2 separate regions of the Macaca mulatta genome follow, and region 2 is linked to region 1. Evidence: chromatin contacts called from public Hi-C data. All regions are on one chromosome and are shown on one strand. The core of a region is the stretch at or near the end of the contact, and the rest is flanking DNA. Distances in the headings are between cores, read along the strand shown. Region 1 holds the start of SCAI (suppressor of cancer cell invasion). Region 2 holds the start of GOLGA1 (golgin A1).

What was found. Hi-C and Micro-C count contacts between places; a contact is called where the count stands out from the background.
Region 2: a Hi-C map of fetal cortical plate shows a contact between it and region 1, with 2.7 times the contacts expected there. The contact joins the promoter of GOLGA1 here to the promoter of SCAI in region 1. A contact is called at or near these places in 4 of 14 Hi-C or Micro-C datasets (cortical neurons, fetal cortex germinal zone, fetal cortical plate and 1 more).

Annotation. Positions count from the first base shown.
Region 1 is chr15:22,624,699-22,629,703 of T2T-MMU8v2.0, reverse strand. It overlaps SCAI (suppressor of cancer cell invasion), which reads right to left and starts at 1,376. Exons shown (of 18, transcript XM_015116846.3): 1 at 1,211-1,376; 2 at 465-509. The coding sequence starts at 1,263. PPP6C (protein phosphatase 6 catalytic subunit) reads right to left here. Exons shown (of 6, transcript XM_077968007.1): 6 at 4,712-5,005.
Region 2 is chr15:22,826,113-22,831,011 of T2T-MMU8v2.0, reverse strand. GOLGA1 (golgin A1) reads right to left here and starts at 2,511. Exons shown (of 21, transcript XM_077968048.1): 1 at 2,274-2,511; 2 at 1,544-1,593; 3 at 30-319. The coding sequence starts at 164. It also overlaps the pseudogene LOC716530.

The DNA.
Region 1 (5,005 bases), core at 127-2,626:
AGTCTTGTTCTGTTGCCCCGACTGGTCTTGAACTCCCAGGCTCAAATGATCCTCCTGCCTCAGCCTCCCAAATCTCATGCCTCATGGGATTGAAGGCATGAGCCACCCCAGCCAAGATGAGCTTTTTAAACAGAGATGCAGGAGAAACTGAAATTATGGCTAAGGTTAAAAAAAAAAAAAAAAAAAAAACTAGCTGAGATCCTAACACAACATCATAAAGTAAAAAAGTAGGATCTCTCAAGATTTCCCACATTATCTTAGATACCAAAAAAAAAAAAAAAAAAATCGACTATAGAGGTAATAATTTGAAGTCCTCAAAAGAAAAATCATGCATGTGGTTATTTTATTTTAAAAAGGGGATAAATAAGAAACTTCATCTACTGACAGTGTACAATTATGCAGTACGGCACAGGTGCAGCCAAGCAAAGAAAAACATGAAGCAAAATAGGAAGGCACTGCCTTACCTGCTTCTCCGTTTTCGAGGCGGTTTCTCCACTGTGCCAGTCAGTCTACAGACCAAACAAATAAGACAGTAACTAAAAGTAATATACAAGAAAACATCTCCCGGCGCTACCGTGCCAGTCAGGAACTAAACAGACCACCCTCTGGGACCACAGGCTCGCCAAGCCCAGACCTGACCTTACAAACGCCTTATGCCCTGTTTCCCAAGACCAAGCACTCCTGGGACTCACCGTTCCCCTAATTCCCCCTGAGCCCAAACCTTCCTGGTCCCTCACCCCATCTTCAACCCCTGCTCGTCACAGCCCAGCTCCCCAAAATCACCCACCTCCACCTACTCATTGTCTGCCTCGTCACCCCCGTAAGCTCCCCCAGCCTCCCCTTTCCTGTGCCCATCCGCTCCCGACCGTACACTGCCCTCTCCACGCCCCGCCTCTCCGGGCCCGGCGACCCCCGCATTCCACGGCCCCTCCGGGGGCGCGCGCGCCTTGCCCCTCCCGGCCCCGCGCCGCCAGCCTCACTCCTCGGCGCCCCTTCCCTCACACGCCCCTCTCACCTGGCCTCGAGGATGCGATCGCGCCCAGCCCGCGCCGCCGCCTCCAGGCGCCCCCCAGATCCCCCCAGCCTGCACCCCCCGCCCCTCCGGTCTCTGCGCCCCGAATGTTCCGCGGCCCCGAGCCGCTGCCCCTGGGCCCGCTCCCTGGTCCCCGCCCCATCCCCAACCCCGGCCTCCACCCAGCCCCTGCCCCACCTTGGGGCCAGGCGACTCCGCGGCTGCTGGGGCTGCCGGGCTCCTCTGACCATCCGGCTCCTGCTCCGCCGCGGGAGCTGCTCCGGCGGCCGCAGGGCTCGCTCGGGAAGCTGAGGCGGCGGAGGCTGGAGTAGGCGGAGAGGCGGGAGGAGGGCCTCGCGCCTCTGCCAGGCTTGCCGCGGGGCCCGCCTTCTCCGCGCCTCTCCTCGGCTCCCATTGGCTAGCTCAGTAGTGTGGACGGAAACCTGTCAGTCGATTGGACGCTCGGCCCATCACATCCCGCGCTGCCCACCCAGAGGTTTGGTTGAGACTGCAGGTGGCAGCGGAGGTGCCTTAGAGATTGCTAGCAGGGCCGGAGGAGACCCGAGCGCCACCAAGCGCCGAAAAATAGGAACTGCACCCCCTGGCGCCAGACACCTGCCCCAGGTTCTCCTGGCTTTGCGTCCTGCATCCCACACACCTGCTGGCGCCCCTCCACCTCTGCACCACGCCAGGACCGAAAACAAACCCTGAAATCTCCCAGTTTCCTCTAGCAGGTGAGACAGTGAGGCAACTCTCACACACGTGTTTCCTTTTAAGCCACCTCGAATGCGATCCTTGTCCCTACATCTTGCTGAAATTGTCTCACAGCTCACAGCTACCCTTCAAAAAGGACCCAGCCAGAAAACTGTAAGAATCCACCAAAATAAAGCATGGTTGGGATGCTCAGTCCTCTGCAGAAAAGATCACTAGCTTGGGTGCAGGCTTTTAAGAAAGCAAGATTTTTTTTAATTACCGTGAAAGAAAAATCAGTACTGCAAACAGAACCAATGCCATACTAAAAGCAACGTGTTCTATTTTGAAAGGCCTGAACAAATTTCATCCCTGAATGTAAGCCGACCATCCTGATTCTGTGACCATTGCAAGTTCTACACCAATTAATCAATTTTAAAATAAATTTTACTGTATTTTTTGACAGACAAGCATGCAAAACTGCCTTTCATAAGCATAATTAGTTACCCATCGTCTTCTGCTTTAACAAAGCCATCCCTGAAAATAAGACTCAGCTCATTAACGTATTATAAAATTCTTGAAGGTGGGAAGGCCTCTCTAAATCACTACTCCTGTGTGCACTTGTTTAGTAAATTCTTAGCATCTGTTCAGAGTTGGGAGGCGGCATAAAACTTTCTCTTGGCCGGGCGCGGTGGCTCAAGCCTGTAATCCCAGCACTTTGGGAGGCCGAGGCGGGCGGATCACGAGGTCAGGAGATCGAGACCATCCTGGCTAACACGGTGAAACCCCGTCTCTACTAAAAAAATACAAAAAACTAGCCGGGCGAGGTGACGGGCGCCTGTAGTCCCAGCTACTTGGGAGGCTGAGGCAGGAGAATGGCGTAAACCCGGGAGGCGGAGCTTGCAGTGAGCTGAGATCCGGCCACTGTACTCCAGCCCCGGCGACAGAGCAAGACTCCGTCTCAAAAAAAAAAAAAAAAAAAAAAAAACCTTTCTCTTAAGCCACTTCCATTTTATTAGAACATCTTTTATGCCTCAATAATATGACAGCCTCGAGTAGTACATGTCAACATTGGGGTGGGGAAAATCTCTCATTGATCTCCATAAATGGCAAATATTAGGATACTAGTTTTTCATAAAACCAAATGTATTTGGCGTAAAGAGCTGTCTTTTCTTCTGAGATGGTCCTACCTATATCTCTAATGGTAAAATGACTTTCCATTTATGAAGTAATACTGATGGTAAATTGTAGCAGGATTTGAAAAATTGCTTTGACAAAGAAAAAATGTCAAATCTCTGTTGGCCCCCCAAATTAGTATTTCATGTAATTCTAGTCACAGAACCACAAATCAGCTCAATCTCAACCACCAGTTTCCACCCATATTATCAAGCCAGAGGAAACAACTCCAGAATAATTTGTGTCAGACGAAGGGGGATCATCAACTCACTAGGGAAGTAATCTTGAAATACATTTATTACATTCCTTATTAAAAAACCACTGCCTGCTTTTTAGCATCTTCTATAACTGACCAATCCTCACTGATATATATCAGATATTGTCAATAGAACAGAAGCTATTCATTTCTTACGCCTTCCCAGAGAGGATCCTCAAGTCTTCACATTGTGTCCAAGTGATCTCTGGTTGTTTTTACTCTGTAAGACACAAATCCCATCATTCCAGACCACATTTAATTCACACTTCCTCTGTATTTTCGCCAATTACTCCATCCTACATCGAACATTTCCTTCTCCAGATGTGTTGTTCTTACAAAATCTACACTATGTTAGCAATTACACATTGCCTTGGATTATTCTTCTCAACTACAATGAATTTGAACAAATGGCCTATGAGTATGAGCCCTTAATAAAAAGCAGCTTTGGACCAGACACTGGGTGCTTTGTGTGTGCTATTTTTAATACTGAGATTAACCCTGTCTGATACTCTCTTATTTTAGACACAGAAATTTAAGATTCAGAAAATTCAATTTGTTCAGGGTCACACAGCTACAATAACCAATATTGCTTAAAATAGAGGGCTAAAGATGTACTCTGGTGTGCCCTCTAGGGATTCAAGTTCCAGCTCTCCTGTGCAACCTTAAACAAGTCACCTGTCCTCTCTAAGCCTATTTCCTCATCTGGGGAAAAAAGTTCTAGAGAAGGATGAACAAAATTAAAGCTGGGCACAGAATCTTATGCTTGTAATCCCAGTGCTTTGGAAGGCCGAGATAGGAGGATCTCTTCAGCCAGGAGTTCAAGATTAGCCTGAGCAACATAGGGAGACCCCCTCTCTACCAAGAAAAAAAAAAATTAAAGGTAATATAGTTATAGACCCATAGCAAGGGCATCACAAAATAAAGAACGTAACAATTTAGCTACATATGCTGAATACAGGTTAGTTGCTATTACTGCATGGCAGAGCTGGGGTTTTAACCTAGATCTGATCCCAAAGCCTGTGCTATTCCATAATGCCTCCATGCAGTCTTTTATAACCCACCATTTATATACAAAAGCAGAGTGCTGCTGAGAATAGTGGGTGCCTAGGGATTGAGTGGAATATACTTATGTAGTATTTTTGTTGACAACACAAATCTATAAATGCCGCGCATTTTTGAATTAAGAAAACATTTGAATGATCTAAGCCAGCATAAGCCTACTCTCATGAGGGTAAAGGCACAAATTCACCAAGAAGTTGATAGAGAAATAGAAAACTAACAGGAGGGGAATGCAGAACCAACCTTCCCCAAGCGTCTAGTGTGTCTGGCATTATGCTAGGGGACTTTCCAAATGTTTCTTTTTGGTTTACTACTGTGTATTTCGTCAGCATCACTGCACACTGTAAATACACAATTTAAAGAGTTGTAATGATCTCATGAAGCATAGTTCTGGGCACTGGATCGAGGTTGTAACAATAAACATTGCCTTTAAAGAGTTGGAACACTTAGCTCAGAGTCAAATGCAAAACAAAACAAAAAAAAAGATTTCACTTTTGTTTACCAGTCAAGCAACCAAGTGGAGGAATAAGCATTTTTTAATTTCTTATATAAAATGCTAACTTCTTGTCAGGACATACTACAGACTATGCATTAAATTTTTTGACAAACTTCCTATAATCTTTTTATTAATTTACACTGAGGGAATATAGCACCTTTCATCCGAAGAACTGAAGGTGCTTTACAAACATTAGCATTTAAAAAACAATTACATTTAAAAATCTGGATTCTTGCTGTTAAATCTCTTCGACTTCAGATACACAATTTCCTGGAAGCTGATGGAAAGCAATTCTATTTCTGACAATGAAAGAGGT
Region 2 (4,899 bases), core at 1,262-3,761, 200 kb before region 1:
AAGTATATTTCTTAAGTAAAGATACTTACAAAGTCATCTCCTGAGTCAGCTCCCATTGAGGCAACTGATTCCTTGCTCACAGACCGTGGGATCCTAGTAGCACCTCCTGGTCTCTGAGCAACAGCAGTCTCTTCTGCAATTTTCTTCTTCAGTTTTGCAAACATGTTTGCTGTGTGGCTATCCGGCACGGATGATGAGCTCTCAGTAGTCCTGGTGCCTGTGTTTAGGAATCAGACACAGGTGCCTACAAAGTTTCAGACATCCAAGCTAGCTGCATTCCCACTTAAATGTGGGCCAAGGGCTTATGGCAACACAGGATCTATAAACCAGATGAAAGGGACAGTTCAAAAGTTAAACACTGGAAAGATTTCACATCTGAGTTGTTAAGTTTTAGATTTCAAAATTAAGTTTCATAATTTACATGTACACTTATAGAACACAATTACTAAACATTTAAAAAGCACTCAGGTGCTTCATATGCATATAAGATGAAGAAATCCAGTCTCAAGGAGATGAAGTAATCTATCAAAGATTGTGTGGCTAAGTGGCAGGGCTGGTATTTGAACAGAGGACTCTCATTCACAAATCTCTGTTTTTTTTTTTTAATTATGCCATGTTGAGTATGACATATAACACATTTGGTAAAATTTCCCAGAGCAGACATCAACATCACATATTCGTGACTTAATGATTTCAAATCCTTCCTCCAATAAGCTTAACTACAGTTTAGTGTTATTTTTTTAAGTTGAAGGGAAAAACGCATGTAATTCGATTCATATGTAATCCAATATCCAATATGTAATTCAATATGTAAAAGGTGTAATATCCTACTGTTTCAGGATGGTTTGCAATCAACTGTCCAATAGGAAAAGCTGGTAACAGAAAAAAGACGACAAGCCAGACAACTCTGTTGTATAGGTATCTGATATCCTTGAACATTTTCTGGAGACGCTGTGTGGTTCTGAGTTTGATAAAATTACCTCCAATCAGTTTCTTTTTCTTTTTTTTTTTTTTTTTTTTTGAGATGGAGTTTCTTTCTTGTTGCCCAGGCTGGAGTGCAATGGCACAATCTGGGCTCACTGCAACCTCCACCTCCCGGGTTCAAGTGATTCTCCTGCCTCAGCCTCCCGAGCAGCTGGGATTACAGGCATGCGCCATCACGCCCGGCTTATTTTGTATTTTTAGTAGAGATGAGGTTTCTCCGTGTTGGTCAGGCTGGTCTCAAACTCTTGACCTCAGGTGATCCACCTGCCTCGGCCTTCTGAAGTGCTGGGATTACAGGTGTGAGCCACTGCACCCGGCCTGTTTCTTTTCTTCAGAATGTTTGACATGATATTCAAAGAAAGATTCAAAAATCTTTTCCTCCCAATGGTGTATAAAACACTAATATTCTGGTTCCAACCTTAACTTTCCATGTTTTGTGGAGGACACCTAAGCTCTGCTCTGAGATACACAAATGCCATCTTACCACTTCAGATCCTCCATTAAGTCTGTACAATTCTTCAGAAACTTTACTTTCAATGTCTGTAAACCACTTACTCACCTGGCTTATCTACTAGATCTAAAACAGCTTGGAGGTCAAAGCATTCTGTCCTGCATGAAGACAAAATAAAATTCATTGGATATTTCTTTCCAAGTGTATGGCCGAAATGTTGGGTGGGGACGGGGAGAAGTAGTGAAGGAAGAGGGACAAAAGAAGGATTAAAGGGGGTAAGAAAACCTGTCACAACTCTCAGTGGGATACCCTCCCTAACCCTGATCTCCTATGAATTTGTTATTTGCCTAAGAGCGTCACTTACAAGCGCACAGAACAGAATTGATCACCACAGCGGGTGCCTAAACTCATCTCTCCCTGGGAGCCCTAAGCAAAACAATTTGAATGAGGTTAAGTTTTCCTGGGGCCAGTATTTATTTCTCAGTTGATTACTATACTCACACACTGTTTACCTGGCCAGACCCTGGACTGTCTGGTCACGGATTTGCACTGAGAGAAAGCAAAGCAAGATTGGGTAAAGACAGATGCCTAACCCCCAGGGAGGCAGGCAGGTGCCTGCCACGGCAGTTTGGATCTCACTCCCTCAGGCTCCCTCCAGCCCCGCCCGTGCTTGGACTGTCAAAGAAAGGAAGGATCCAACATCTCTCCCATTTGACAGCAGAGAAACTGAGCCCCAGAGAGGAGGAGCGACTTGTCCAAGGTCGCGCAGGGAGGAATCCCGGAATCCTAGGCTCCAGACTCCCAGGCCGGGGCAGCCCGCCTCCGCCCCCACTCTCACCCTTTCAGCACCCCGGTGCCGCCCCCCGCCTTGGGGCTTGGGCAACCCTGACCGGGCCGCTGTGGGGACAGACAGAGGCCACCGGGAGAATAAGGGGCCTACTCGCATTCCCGGAGTCCTGGCCCGCGCACCTGCCTCTCTCTGGGCAGCCAGCAAAGCCCCGCCTCCGGGGCCTCTCGTGAGCCCCGGACCGCGTCACCAGCCCCCACCGCCCGGCTGGAGAGCCGAGCAGCGACCCGGAACCGCACGTCTCCCAGCGCGCCGGAAGTGACTGCGCGAGGGAGTTGGTCCGACGCGCGCATGCGCCCGTGCGCGGCCTTTGGCGGCTACTGTTCTAACCTCTGGGCGGCGGTTGGGCCGGAACGGCTGGAGTGCGCGAGTGCCTAGCCGGGCGCTCAGTCATTTCAGTTCGCCACGTCAGCGAGCGGCCAGAGACGCAGATGATGACTGAGTCTCCGAGGCCTCTCTTGGTCTTTTTCTATTTTAACAGGGGCGTGTGCAGAGCGTGGTAAGTGGGAGGGGCTTCGTGTCAAAAGTGAAAGAACCGGTCCGTGCCACAGGCCCCGCTGCGCTGTGCTGGCTACAAACCCTTCGCGGGCTGCGCTGCTTGGCCAGACGCCCCCCGTGCCGCCCGGTCCCGCCGCACCCTAGGCAGCTGCCTTGCCACTGTGTGACCCGGGAAGTCTGCGCCTCCATCTTCACTCAGAAGGCAGTAGCTCCAGAAACTAGTCCTTACACCTTGAGACCAGTTTTTAAACTTTGGCGCCTGTCACCTCCTGTAGATGATGCGTTTTATATCGCAACCGAGTGCATAACGTCCAGCAGAACCACGTTGTAATGCACTTAAAAACGCTAGTGGCAGCTCACTATATTGGATTAGCTTCACCATCCGCTGCTGGGCCGTCTCCTTTCTCCTTAGGAAGAAAGTTCAAAGCATCAAAAGTGCCCGGCGCCCGCTCCTGTGGTCCCAGCTACTCGGAAGACCGAGTTGGGAGGATCTCTGGGTCCGGGGCTTCGAGACCAGCCTGGGCACCGCGGCGAGACTCCGTCTCTTTAAGTAAATAGCAATCATACAGGCAGTAGGAAAAGAAAAAAACAAAACAGGAAAAACTGTCTTGTTCTAAGTCACATTCCAGGCCGGGCGCGGTGGTTCACCCGAGGTCAGGAGTTCAGACCAGCCTAACATAGCGAAACCCCGTCTCTACTAAAATTACAAAATTAACCGGGCTTGGTGGCCCATGCCTCGAATCCCAATTACTTGGGAGGCGGAGGCAGGAGAATCGCTTGAACCTGGGAGGTGGAGGTTGCAGTGAGCCAAGATTGCGCCATTGCACTCCAGCTTGGGCAACAAGAGTGAAACTGTCTCAAACAAAAAGTCACGGTCCACATCAGTAACCTAAGTCAGGTCCCTGAACTCGTCAGTGCCAAGCCAGCCATTCCTACTCTGGTTCCATCCCCAGACTTAACACCAGCCCAAGAGTAAGCAGATTTCACCCAATTCTTCAACAGCCCCTTCCTTCGCGTGTTCCAGGAGCAGGGCACGGAAAAACCAAAACCAGGATTCAGACATTTACAAACTAACAAGAAGCATCAACCCCAAGATAGTTCAAAGCCTTTGAGATATGTGAATGAAGCAAACCCTAACAGTTCAGCTGTCAATACCGAAAAAGTACCAAAAACTTTAAGCAAATAATCTTTATTTTTATATTGATGATACACTTAATATATATGTGGATTCAAGATACAAAATTCATGTACAGGAGTTCACACCTGATGAATGTAGACACATTCCTAGAGAACATTTATCAATGAAAATTTCTTTAATACACTGACAACAAAAATCAAATATTCTCTAATCTCGTTATTCAATAAACATCAAAACGTTTCAGTTTTCATCCTCTAGTATTGAAGTGCCCTCAAGGTGGTAGGCACTGTATCGCAGGAGAAAACATTGGAAAGCCTACTGAATCCGCTCTGCAGAATCACAGTGTTTACTCTGAAATTCATTTAGTGAAGTAGTGAAAGGCTATCTTTTATGACAAATCACATCTCATACAAGAGTCAAAAGTGATGAACTCAAGAAAATAAAATGTTTCAAGAACTTCTCAATTTCTAAAATCTATGGAGGATTAACCATAACAAAGAAGAAAAAGGCTGCTAGAAAGGAAGAAAACAAAAAACATCCTGTTTAAGAGAACGTATGGCTTAAGCAATTTAGAACACAACTGACAAGACTTTTATAATACCACAAATGTTCAAGTCAAATGATAGTGACAGTATAATTTTCCCCTTAGTCATTGGTAGTAAATAGCCCCTTCAAAATTTATTCTACTGTTAACACATATAAAAACTAATGAATCCAAACAGTTTTGCTAACAGGGCTGAGTCGATGGATTTTTTTTTCCTAAAGTATTAACTCACAATATCCAAATATTAATACAAATGAACAACAAGATTGTTTCAAAGATTACAGTGATTTGTGAATAGCTAAATAGGCAACCAAATAGCTTCATTATTTGCACAACAGATTAGCAGCACTTGGATAAGAATTGTTACATGAAAAATATTGTGCTTCAGTCTCTTGAGGAGAGCTAATAAATATAACTCTATAATCCCTATAGTATTA